Regions from separate parts of the Sus scrofa genome. Here regions 2 and 3 are each linked to region 1. Evidence: chromatin contacts called from public Hi-C and targeted proximity ligation data. All regions are on one chromosome and are shown on one strand. The core of a region is the stretch at or near the end of the contact, and the rest is flanking DNA. Distances in the headings are between cores, read along the strand shown.

Region 1 (3,755 bases), core at 255-2,754:
TGTGGCTCAGCAGTAACGAACCCGACTCATATCCATGAGGACGCTGGGTTCCATCTCTGGCCTCACGCAGGGGGTTAAGGATCCTGCGTTGCCAGTGAGCTGCGGTGTGGGTCCCAGACACAGCTCAGATCCCGTGTTGCTGTGGCTGTGGCATAGGCTGGCAGCGGCAGCTCCAGTTCGACCCCTCGCCTGGGAACTTCCATATGCTGCAGTGGCCCTAAAAAGCAAAAAATAAATACATATAAGCCAGAGGCGAAATTCGGCCCACGCCCAAGAGCGGGAGGGGTGAGATTAAGCTCCACTTCCTGGAGGGAGGGGCCTCTACACATCATTTGGAACTCTTCTGGAAGAAAGATCTGTCTTCATTTAAAAAACACACTTTTCCAATTATAGGATAATAAGTCCTTGGCATGTAAAATACAGCATAATAAAGATAATGAACACTGCTGTACAATATAAATGAAAGTTAGCAAGAGAGTAAATCCTAAGAGGTCTCATCGCAAGGAAAGGATTTTGTTTCCGATTTTCTTTTGATGTTTCCGATTTCTTATAGTGTCGTGTCTGTATGAGAGGTTGGCTCTTCCCTACACCTGTTGTGGTCATCACTTTATGATGCTTGTAAAGGAAAGCATTTTGTTGTACACCTTACGTTTCTACAGTGCTGTATGTCTATTATACCTCAAACCGAAAAAAATAAACTACTCCCCCAAAATACATGTTTCTACAGAGCTTGCACTAAGCTGAAGCGTAGGCTTGCAGACCTGGCTTGGATCGGGCGTTGCTGTGGCTGGGACATAGGCAGGCAGCTGTATCTCTGATTCGACCCCTACCTGGCCTGGGAACTTCCACTCGCGGCAGGTGTGGCCCTCCAAACAAACAAATCAACCAAAAAAAGAACAAAATAAAGAGTTTGCACGAGAGCTGTTCCCATCATACACGGGATAGAGGTGCCAAATACACTCTTGGAGTCCCCGCTGGACCAGGACGCATTGCATTGGTGTCTTAAAGCTCTGTGGGAATCCAGGAAGCATGAACACAGCCCTCCCCGGGAAGGGTGTAATGCGGTCCAGTGAGGGGAACAGAATCTCATTTGCAGACAGGAAGCAATTAGGACGCACGAGGAAGGCGCATGTCCTCGAGGGCTGGGCTGGGGATGGGCCAGGGGAAGCGGATCAGGCGGTAAAAAAGACGGCTGTAAAAGACGACAGAGGGTCACCCGTTCACCAGCCCGTTCCCACCTTCAGGCTTGCTAAAGGCAGGACGGGTTCTGTCATTTTCAAAGGCGGTTCTGTCATTTTTAAAGGCCTGACAGTCATAATGCCCCCCCTCCACCCCGTCATCTGGAATATAGCCAGGATTGAGGAAATAAGCAAGTACCCGTCTCCCCAGTAAACCAGATATTTATCAAGGCAAATGCGGAAGCTTGTTTACTTTCCTCCTGGGAGGCACCCAAGGAAACTAGTAACTCTTTTGTGACACAGAGTTCTTACACCCTGCGTTCAGGCTTCCTGGTCCTTGGAGGCTTGGAAGCAGGGGAGAGGAGTTGGGTGGGGAGTTGGGTGGGAGTGGCAGGACCGCAAGATGCTGACACAAGCATTTTCTTTTTTTTTTCTTCTTCTTTTCTGCTTCTGCTTTTTTTTTTTTTTTTTAAACTGAGACTTTAAGGAGGCAGAGAGAAATAGGGGATCATTTGAGAAAATGGTTAAGAGACTTTTGGGAGAGGGATATTGAAAAGGGGCCTTGATCAGAATAAAGAAACACCAGAAGTTGTGAGACTGGAGTTTTCGTTGTGTTGAGAGACGTGATCCGGAGTGCGGACCCCTTCTCTGCCCTTTGATGTGTGTTTATACTGTTGCGGCGTTGTTGGGTGGCTTTGGCTGTGGTTGGTTTCTCCTGGTATTCTAGGTTTGGAGGCTTATTTTTAGCGTCTGAATTTTCCTTGGCAGGAGTCGCTTTTGGTTTGTTGGGTAATGAAACAGAACATATTGGGGGCGGCGGGGGGGAATCCCTCCCTGAAAGGTCCAGCCTCTTTTTTTTTTTTTTTTTTGGTCGTTTTGCCTTTTCTTGGGCCGCTCCCACAGCATATGGAGGTTCCCAGGCTAGGGGTCAAATCGGAGCTACAGCCGCCGGCCTATGCCAGAGCCACAGCAACGCGGGGTCGGAGATGCGTCTGCGACCTACACCACAGCTCATGGCAACGCCGGATCGTTAACCCACTGAGCAAGGCCAGGGATCAAACCCGCAACCTTATGGTTCCTAGTCGGATTTGTTAACCACTGCGCCAAGACCTGAAGGCCTCCTGAAAGGTCCAGCCTCCAGATGGTGCAAAGGCTCCCGTAACCCCGCCCCCCTCCTGGCCAATCACTGCTCACCTCCCCGCAGGACACAGGTGTGCCTGCCTCTGTGTCTCTGGCCACGTTGTTCTGCCCTCTTCCTGTTCTGCCCTTTTCTGTGTCCTTCACTGTCTTAGACCCTCTGCTTGCCTTGGAGTCTGGGCTGTTTCCCGCCGTGGTTAACTGTACCTCCCCCAATGGTTCCTTAAGGCCAGCAAGGGAAGGTCCCTGCCTCCCCGGTCCTGCATTCACCGTCAGCCTGCAGAACCTCCAGCATGGAAAATGGATCGTAGTACAAAATGCCAAGGGAAGAATTTTACTTGGGCAAATAGGACGTTGTTAGCAGACGTCTGGGGATGATACAGTGCAAACAGTGGAGCACATCTTCTCACCAGAGACACGTGATCAGTGGCGTTCATCTGCCTGCAAATCCGCAGGGAGGGGCGGAGGGCCAGTTGCTGGGAAGGGAGGGGACGTGAGACCCAGTACATGGGACAAAGGGATGACGACATCATTTCACCTGTGTTAGCCTCAGGCATACAGGTGAGAGGACTTTTGAGAGACCAACCTGGGGAGGGCACATGCGGGTTTGCCGAAGAGGCTCTTTTTTTCCCTCCCGTTAAAAAAAAAGAGAGAGGTTTGGGAGTTCCGCCGTGGCATATTGGGTTAAGAATCCAGCGTTGTCACAGCTGTGGTGTCAGTCGCAGCTGTGGCTTGGATTCAGTCCCTGACCCAGGAACTTCCATATGCCTCGGATGCAGCCATAACATTAAAAAAAAGAGAGAGAGGTTTGAAACAATGCCATTTGCAGCAACGTGGGTGGACCTAGAGATTTTCATATCAAGTGAAATAAGTTAGAGAAAGATAACTTTCACCCGATATCACATATCTGAAATCTTTAAAAATGGTATAAATGAACTTACATACAAAACAAAAATAGACTCAGATATAGAAAAGAAACTTATGGTTACCAAAGCCAGGGGGATCAGTAGGAATTTGGGATGAATAGATAAACAATAAGGATCTACTGTATAGCACAGGGAACTATATTCAATGTCTTAAAAGAATGTATATATATCACTGAATCACTTTGCTGTATGCCTGAGGCTAACACAACATTGTAAATTAAATACACTTCCGTTTTTTTTTGTTTTAAAAATTTTTAAATAAAAAATGTAATGTTTTAAATTTTATGTAATCAAAATTTTTCATATAACCCATTATAATGAATCAATTATAAAACTATAGGGTGTTCCCTCCTGACTCAGTGGATTAAGGATCTGGCATTATCACTGCTGTGGCTCTTTACAGCCATGGCACAGGTTGGATTCCCGCCCGGGAACTTCTGCATGCTGAGGGTGCGGCAGAAAAAACAAAAACAAAGCAAAACAAACAAAAAAACCCCCCAAAGGTTATAAAACT
Region 2 (3,245 bases), core at 369-2,868, 200 kb after region 1:
GGCAGCCAACAAGTGAGCGATCACACTCCCCCATGGGTCGCTTCCTAACCCCACTCGCCGCCCCCTCCCTGGCCTGGCGCAGGCTGCCATTGTTTATAGGGCACCTATTGTGTGCCAGGCCTGTCCCCGCTCACGCATGTACAATCTCTGTGCTCCCCACATTCACGGCACCCACCATTCAGGGCACCATTTCGTTTTCCCCCGTTTTTATTTTGAATAATTTCCAACCTATAGGAAAGTTCCTGTAGGACGGTGGACATTCGTAAATCGGATTCCCTCCACCGGTTTTATCGTGATGTTTTATCCCACTGCTGCACCACAGTGGGAACTCCCAGGATCTGGTCTCTTAACTTTCAAATATACCAGACAGCAGGCTTGGCTGCAGTCATCCTGTTATCCATACATCCCGGGTATTTCTCTTATAGCACCGATTGGTAATATCTTGCCACATCTTTCCGCTTATACTTACATATGCTTATACATTTGTGTATTCGTACCCATTTTTTTTTCTGTATTGTCATGAGTTGATCCTGAGATGTTTTCGGAGATAGCATACCTCTTTATTCCTGTAACAAGGCTATTTTCTTGTGTGACCCAATAGAATTACAAAATTCAGGAAACTTAACGGGTGACATTATCAGACATATAGTTTGTAAAACATTTCCCAGTTGCCACAAGAATTCTTCTTGTGCAATAATGCCCTTTCCAGCTGTTTTGTAAGAACTGTTTTAGCCTTTACACCCAATTCCGGCTCTCTTGCAACTGTTCATCTCACCCCTGCAACGAAAAAGCAGCCACAGACAGTATTTAAATAAATGGGCCTGACTGTGTTCCAGTAACACTTTATTTGCAAGATCAGGAGGAGGGACAACTTTGGCCAGAAAGGCTGACTCCAGGAGTTCCTGTCGTGGCGCAGCGGTTAACAAATCCAACTAGGAACCATGAGGTTGCAGGTTCGATCCCTGGCCTTGCTCAGTGGGTTAAGAATCGGGCATTGCCGTGAGCTGTGGTGTAGGCCGCAGATGCGGCTCGGATTCTGCATGGCTGTGGCTGTGGTGTAGGCCAGCGGCTACAGCTCTGATTTGACTCCTGGCCTGGGAACCTCCATATGCCGCAGGTGCTGCTCTAAAAGGACAAAAAGACAACAAAACAAAACACTAGCGACTTGCCAGTGTCCAGGCAATTTTTTTTAATCACACATCTGAATTTGTCAGATTGTTTGTCTAAGACGTAATTCAAGGTGGACATTTTTCACAGGGGCATCGCAAAGTTAATGGGGCATCTGCAGAGCTTTTAAAAACACCAGTTCTAGGCCCTGTTCCAAGAGGTTCCATTTTTAAAGGTCTTAGGGTGGGGCCTAGAATCTGTATTTTTAGCAAGTGCCCTAAGTGATTTCCGCTATCCGGCCAACGTGGAAGTTAGCACATTATTTCATATAATTTTCATATCAACCCATTAATAAAGCAGGTATCCTTATCGCCATTTATCAGGTTGGAAAGGGAGGCTCGTGTAGGTAAAGAACTAGCCGGAGGTTCTTCACCCATACCTGGAAGAGCCATGTTGGATGCCATGCCCGATGCCTGTGTGTGGTCCTGGGCATTTGCCCGTCCTGCTGTCTACAGTGATCGTACAGCTAGAATTCTTGCCTGCCCGCCCAGGCCACTGGCTCTTTTCAAGTCAGTGTCATAGCGTGAAGGGCACTGGGAGATTGTTGTCATGGTCACACCTGGTCGTTGAAATGGAGATTCAGGACCCTCACATCAGCCTTTATCCCACCCAGGGAGCTGTGAGTTTGGGGGGGGCCTGGGGCTTTGGGAAGCAGAGCTTACGTAGAGCATGGAGCCAGCGTCTTCCTGAGTGTTACACCTGCAAAGATCTGACCTGCTTTTCTTCCAACCCAGCTGCGATACTCGGAGGGTGGAGCCGAGAGCACGTTTGTCTTGAGGATGGAGGAGCATCATTTCCACGTCGGCACCAGGCTCGTAGCTGCCAAGAACAGTCTTGCCAACATCATCAAGCTGGAACAGACCTTCCCCCAGGTGTGTGGAGGGGGCCAGGGCCAGGGCAGAGGGGGTGGTTCCTGGGGCAGCTCTTTGAAATAAGAGAGATTCCGGGAAGGATCCGGTGCAGGCAGGGCTGTGATGTCAGTTTCCATTTTTTGAGCATCTTCTAGGTACCAAGCCGGGAACTATTCCAGAAGCTGAGAATATTGCCTGGAACAGGCCTGATGGGTCCTTCCTCAAGTGTAGAGTATAGTGGGGAGACTGACCAAAAAATAAGAAGGAAAAAGGCCAGATGATGATATAGCCTATAGAAAAAACAGAATAGGGGATGCGAGTAGGAATTACGGAGAACTATGCAGGTGTCCAGGATAGGCCCCACTAAGGGGGAGACATTTGAACTACCCCCAATGACAGGCAAGGAAGTATCAGCCATTGGCAAGCTGGCGAAAGGGCATTCCAGGCAGAGAGAACAAGATGTGCAAAGGGCCTGGGGCAGGAATGAATTGGGTATGTTGAAGGAATGGCCACTGGGCTGGAGCACAGTGGGTAAGGGGGAGACAGTGAGCAGGAGGGGGTCCAGGCATGCAGAGCCTGTCAGGCCACAGGGAGGAGTTTGGATTTTAGTCTCTTTGAACCTGGAGGTCTTTTGAGGACGTGATCCAAATGATGCTTTTGGATTCCCTGAGCTGCTGTGTTGGGAGGGACCAGCAGGGGGCAGCAGAGACGCCAGTGAGCTGGGCGAGAATGATGGTGTCATGGACCAAGGTGGGGCGGTAGCAATGAGTTTTAGAGACATTTAAGAGCATGGGAGTTCCCTGGTAGCCTAGAGGTTAAGGATCCAGCATTGTCACTGCTGTGGCGTGGGTTCAATACCGTGCCCAGGAATTTCCGCATGCTGTGGGCACAGCCAAAAAAAAAGAGAGAGAGAGTAAACTATGCTCCTACCCACAAAAGTCCCCTACAGTGCCCTTGAGCCACCCTCCACCTGTGGCACCCACCAGCAGGGAGAGTGCCCCTTGCTGAGCCTTTGCACAGACTGTTCCTTCTGCTTAGAATGCCCTTCCTTGCTTTGTTCATCACCTACTTTCTCTGTGTTCCTTTGTTCCTTGCATATCTTTCATGGCCATTCTTGTCACCTTGTCCTACCATTTTCTGTTTCTGTGACCCTCTCTCCATCAACCTGGAGCCCCCGAAGGGCCAGGACTAGTATTGGTTATCATTGGACCCCAGTACTCAGCCCTG
Region 3 (3,773 bases), core at 1,024-3,523, 220 kb before region 1:
ACAGGCACCCAAACGATTAAACAAGGTCATTCCAGTCAGCGATGGCTGCTCTAAAGAAGCCAAGAGGGGGCAGGGATAATGGGCAATTATTTTATTTTTTTGTCTTTTGTCCTTTTAGGGCCGCACCCAGGGCATACGGAGGTTCCCAGGCTAGGGGTCTAATCAGAGCTGTGACCACCGGCCTATACCACAGCCACAGCAACACCAGATCTGAGCTGTGTCTGCGACCTACACCACAGCTCATGGCAACGCCGGATCCTCGACCCACTGAGCAAGGCCAGGGATCAAACCCGCAACCTCATGGTTCCTGGTTGGATTCGCTTCTGCTGCGCCACAATGGGAACTCCAGCAATTTTATTAGGTGGCAGACAGGGAAGGCCTCTCCAAGAGAAGATGTTTGAGACCTGAAGTGACCAGAAGAACCCCTTCCTCAGAGGGGCTTCCCCTAAAGCCAGCCCCTGTCAGTTCTACTTGAATGTTTCTGTCACAGCACATACCTTGTGTCGTGGACTGAACTGGGTCCATCGAAACTCACATGGTGAAGCCCTAACCCCTAACAAGAAGATAGGGCTTCCCCGGAGGTAATTAAGTGAAGTCATGAGGTGCGGGGGGCAAGCCAACATGACAGGTGTCCTTACAGGAAGAGAAATGCTTACATACCCGGCAAAGGCCCCGTGAAGACACGGCAAGAAGGCTGTCCTCTGCAGGCCAAGGGGAGAGTTCTCTTCACAAACCAACCCTGCCAACACCTTGATCTTGGACTTCCAACCTCCAGAACATGAAAAAATGAATTCTAATTTAAGCCTCCAGGTCTGTGCATAGAAAACGGACTTAAGCAGGTGAAACGGACTTAACCTTGGGGGGCGGGGAGAAGGGAGGACTGGGAGTTTGGGTTGAACAGATCCAAGCTAGTATATACAAGCTAAATAACAAGGTTCTACTGGATAATACAGGGAAGGAACTATATTCAGTATCTTGTGATAAACCATAATGGAGAAGAATACGAAAAAGAATGCGTGTTATGTAGATGTGGGTGTGCCTGTGTGGATATATGAGTCACTTAGCTGTACAGCAGAAATTAACACATTACCATAATTCAATTAAAAAAAAAAAAAAAGCCTCCAAACCTGCCATATTTTGTTACAGCAGCCTGAGCTAATGAATACATCTGGTTTGTAAATCTACTCAGACCACTGTCAGAGTCACCGGGCTAGTTTCTCCCTTTTTCTCACCCCTCCTATGGCTCAGTCTCTGCACAGTAGCCAGAGAGCTTTTCTCAGGTGCAAATCACATCCTGTCACTCCCAAATCAGACCCATTAGTGCCACACAGAATAAACTCCAAAGTCCCCCATCACCCGCCCACCCTCCCTCCCTGCCACCAGCCAAAGAGGACTCTCCTGTTCAAGCTCCAGCCTCAAGGCCTTTGCACTCGCCCTTCCCTCTGCCTGGAGAACATTCTCCATCTCCCTGGCCATCACCTTCTCAGAACCTTCCCAGAGTCATCCCTCTACCGTAAGTGAAGCCCGCCCATCACGGTCTCATTCCCCTGCTGTAATCTCGGTTTACACCGTCGGAAATGGTCTCCTTCGCGTCTCGGAGGGTCCCCACCGCTACTCCCCATCCCGCTATGGGACAGAGACCCTGCCTTGCCCACTGCTGAGCCCTAGAGCACAGTGGGCTGTTGAAAATACAGGTGGATGAGGTGGCATTTGGGCGGAGACCTGAAAGGCAGGGAGCCAGGCCCGCTCAGGGTCCAACCCAGAGCTGCTCCTGAGCTCTGCCCCCCTTCCTCTGCTGTAGGGGTGTAGGAATGGGGACAACGATGCTTGTTCTGAGGCTCCGAAGGGTTACAATTGGCAAAGTACGAAACACCGGCTTAGGATTTGCTAAATAAAGTGTCTCCGGGGAGGCCTCCCCATACCCGAAACTAGGTCAGCTCCCTGGTAGACGCTGTTCTAACTCCCTGCTCTTCGGCTCCAGGGCCGCTGCCCAGAAAAAACACCCACGGCGCATGTGAATTGCACGTCCACCCAGAATTAGTTCTCAGCACCGGCGCGTCCGAGCATCCCTTGGCCCTACTCGCTCCCTCCCGCGGTCCCAGCCCGCTGCGGACCGCGCTCCCGCTCGGGAGGCGGCCCCGGAACCCACGGCGGAGGATCTCTGCAGCCCGGCCCGACGTGGCGTCGCCGCCGCCACCGCCCCCGGCGCCGACGCTCGCGGTCGCAGCCAATGGCCGCGTCTCCCGGGCGGCGGGCGCGGCCTCCGGCCACTAGAGGGCGCCGCGCGGGCGCAGCGGAGCCGCCGCCGCCGCCGGTCGCGGAGGGAAGGTGAGAGCGAGCGCCCAGGCCGCTGCCGCCGCCGCCGCCGCCCGCTCACCGCGCGCTGCTGTCCGTCCCCCGGCGCGGCCGTCCCCGCAGGTAGGTGGGTCCCGCCGGGCCCCGCCGCCCTCCCGGCCCGCGCGCCGCCCCTCCCCCGCCGGCGCCCCCGCCCGGCGCGCCCCCGCCGCCGCCTCGTGCTCGCGCGCGCCGGTAACGGACGCCGGGCGGGGGAGGGGCGGCGCGCAAGGCCGCCCCGCGGCAGCCGAGGGGGCGGAGGGCTCGGCCACAAAGGGCGCGCGGCCCCTGCGGAGGGGCGGTCCGAGCGCGCGCCGCCGCGGGGCTCCGCGGGCGGGCGGGTCCTTGTCCCCTCCCTCCGATGGGGGCGGCGGGGGTCTCACCCTGGGGGCGCGTGTCCCCCTAGCGGGGCGTAGAGGGCTCCCGCTCCCTCCATCCCATGCTTGCGTGCATTTCCGTTGGCAAAATACCTCCTCTCTGGTTATTTAACTAAAAAAAAAAAAAAGGATTTTTTTGTTTTCATTATTTCTCTCTGTTTCTGTGATCGGGGACCCCTAATTCAGTACCGTAGGTTTGGGGGCGGGAAGGATGAGCCCGGTGCGCTTGGCTCGTTTATTTCGGGCTGTTCCCCCCCCCCCTTTTTTTTTGCGCGGGGCGCACGTCTAGGACGCGCGGCGAATTGTTTCCTATCTTTTTTGTGGATCTGGAGACGGCCAGGCTTTAGGTTTCTTTCCCCACCCTTAAAGAATGAGGACCTGTCAGTTCCCATTAGCGTGAATTTCCTGTTGGGGACGGTCATTGCCGGGGTGTGGTCCAGCTGGAAAGCTCCGGCTGGTCCCCGAGAGGTCGCGCCTGCACCCTGATTGGGTGAATTTATCGGGAGTTGAGTATTTTCCCTGTCCCCCGGAATGTAGGCATGAAAGAAGGTGCCGTGTTTGGTATTTAAGGACCGAGGGTCTGCCCAGACTCGAGGTGCCCTGCCCGGGAAGGTGGCCACTGGCCGCAAGGAGCTGTTGAACACTTGGAATGTGGCTAGACGGAGTTGAGATGTGCTCCCAGTGAAAAAGACACACCTGATTTTGAACGCTTAGTAAGGAAAAAAAGTAAAGATATCTCATTCATAATTCTTTCCAAGTTAAATAATAGCGGTTGAGATGATACTGTTTTGAACATAGTGGGTTGACTCAAATATATTATTGTCATTGGTTTCTTTTTACTTCTTTTTAACACAGTTACTTGAACATTGAAAATTAAATGTACGACTGGCATATTTCTGTTGGACAGCGTTCAGCTGGAGCATTGGAATGAGGGCAGGGGTAGTAGGAGCTTCTGCCATCTGTTTTCTCTTTGCCTGCTTCTCTGATGGCATGTGGCCTCCTCTCTCCTAGACACTCTTCCTTCTCACCCTCCGCTGAACTGTCGAGCCCATGGCTTAAGGA

Evidence for each region. Hi-C and Micro-C count contacts between places; a contact is called where the count stands out from the background.
Region 2: a targeted proximity ligation map of alveolar macrophages shows a contact between it and region 1. A contact is called at or near these places in 1 of 47 Hi-C or Micro-C datasets (embryonic fibroblasts) and 1 of 2 datasets of targeted methods (alveolar macrophages).
Region 3: a contact with region 1 is called in a Hi-C map of liver, with 4 times the contacts expected there. A contact is called at or near these places in 1 of 5 promoter capture datasets (liver), 7 of 47 Hi-C or Micro-C datasets (embryonic fibroblasts, epiblast stem cells, liver and 3 more) and 1 of 2 datasets of targeted methods (alveolar macrophages).

The regions. Positions count from the first base shown.
Region 1 is chr3:31,546,312-31,550,066 of Sscrofa11.1, forward strand. The region is part of intron 1 of LITAF (lipopolysaccharide-induced tumor necrosis factor-alpha factor); the gene reads left to right. Among named protein-coding and RNA genes, the nearest start is that of LITAF, 66 kb to the left of the region's middle.
Region 2 is chr3:31,742,328-31,745,572 of Sscrofa11.1, forward strand. It overlaps LOC102157603, which reads left to right. Exons shown (of 53, transcript XM_021086611.1): 33 at 1,902-2,039. Among named protein-coding and RNA genes, the nearest start is that of RMI2, 71 kb to the right of the region's middle.
Region 3 is chr3:31,330,213-31,333,985 of Sscrofa11.1, forward strand. It overlaps ZC3H7A (zinc finger CCCH domain-containing protein 7A), which reads left to right and starts at 2,274. Exons shown (of 23, transcript XM_021086593.1): 1 at 2,274-2,418.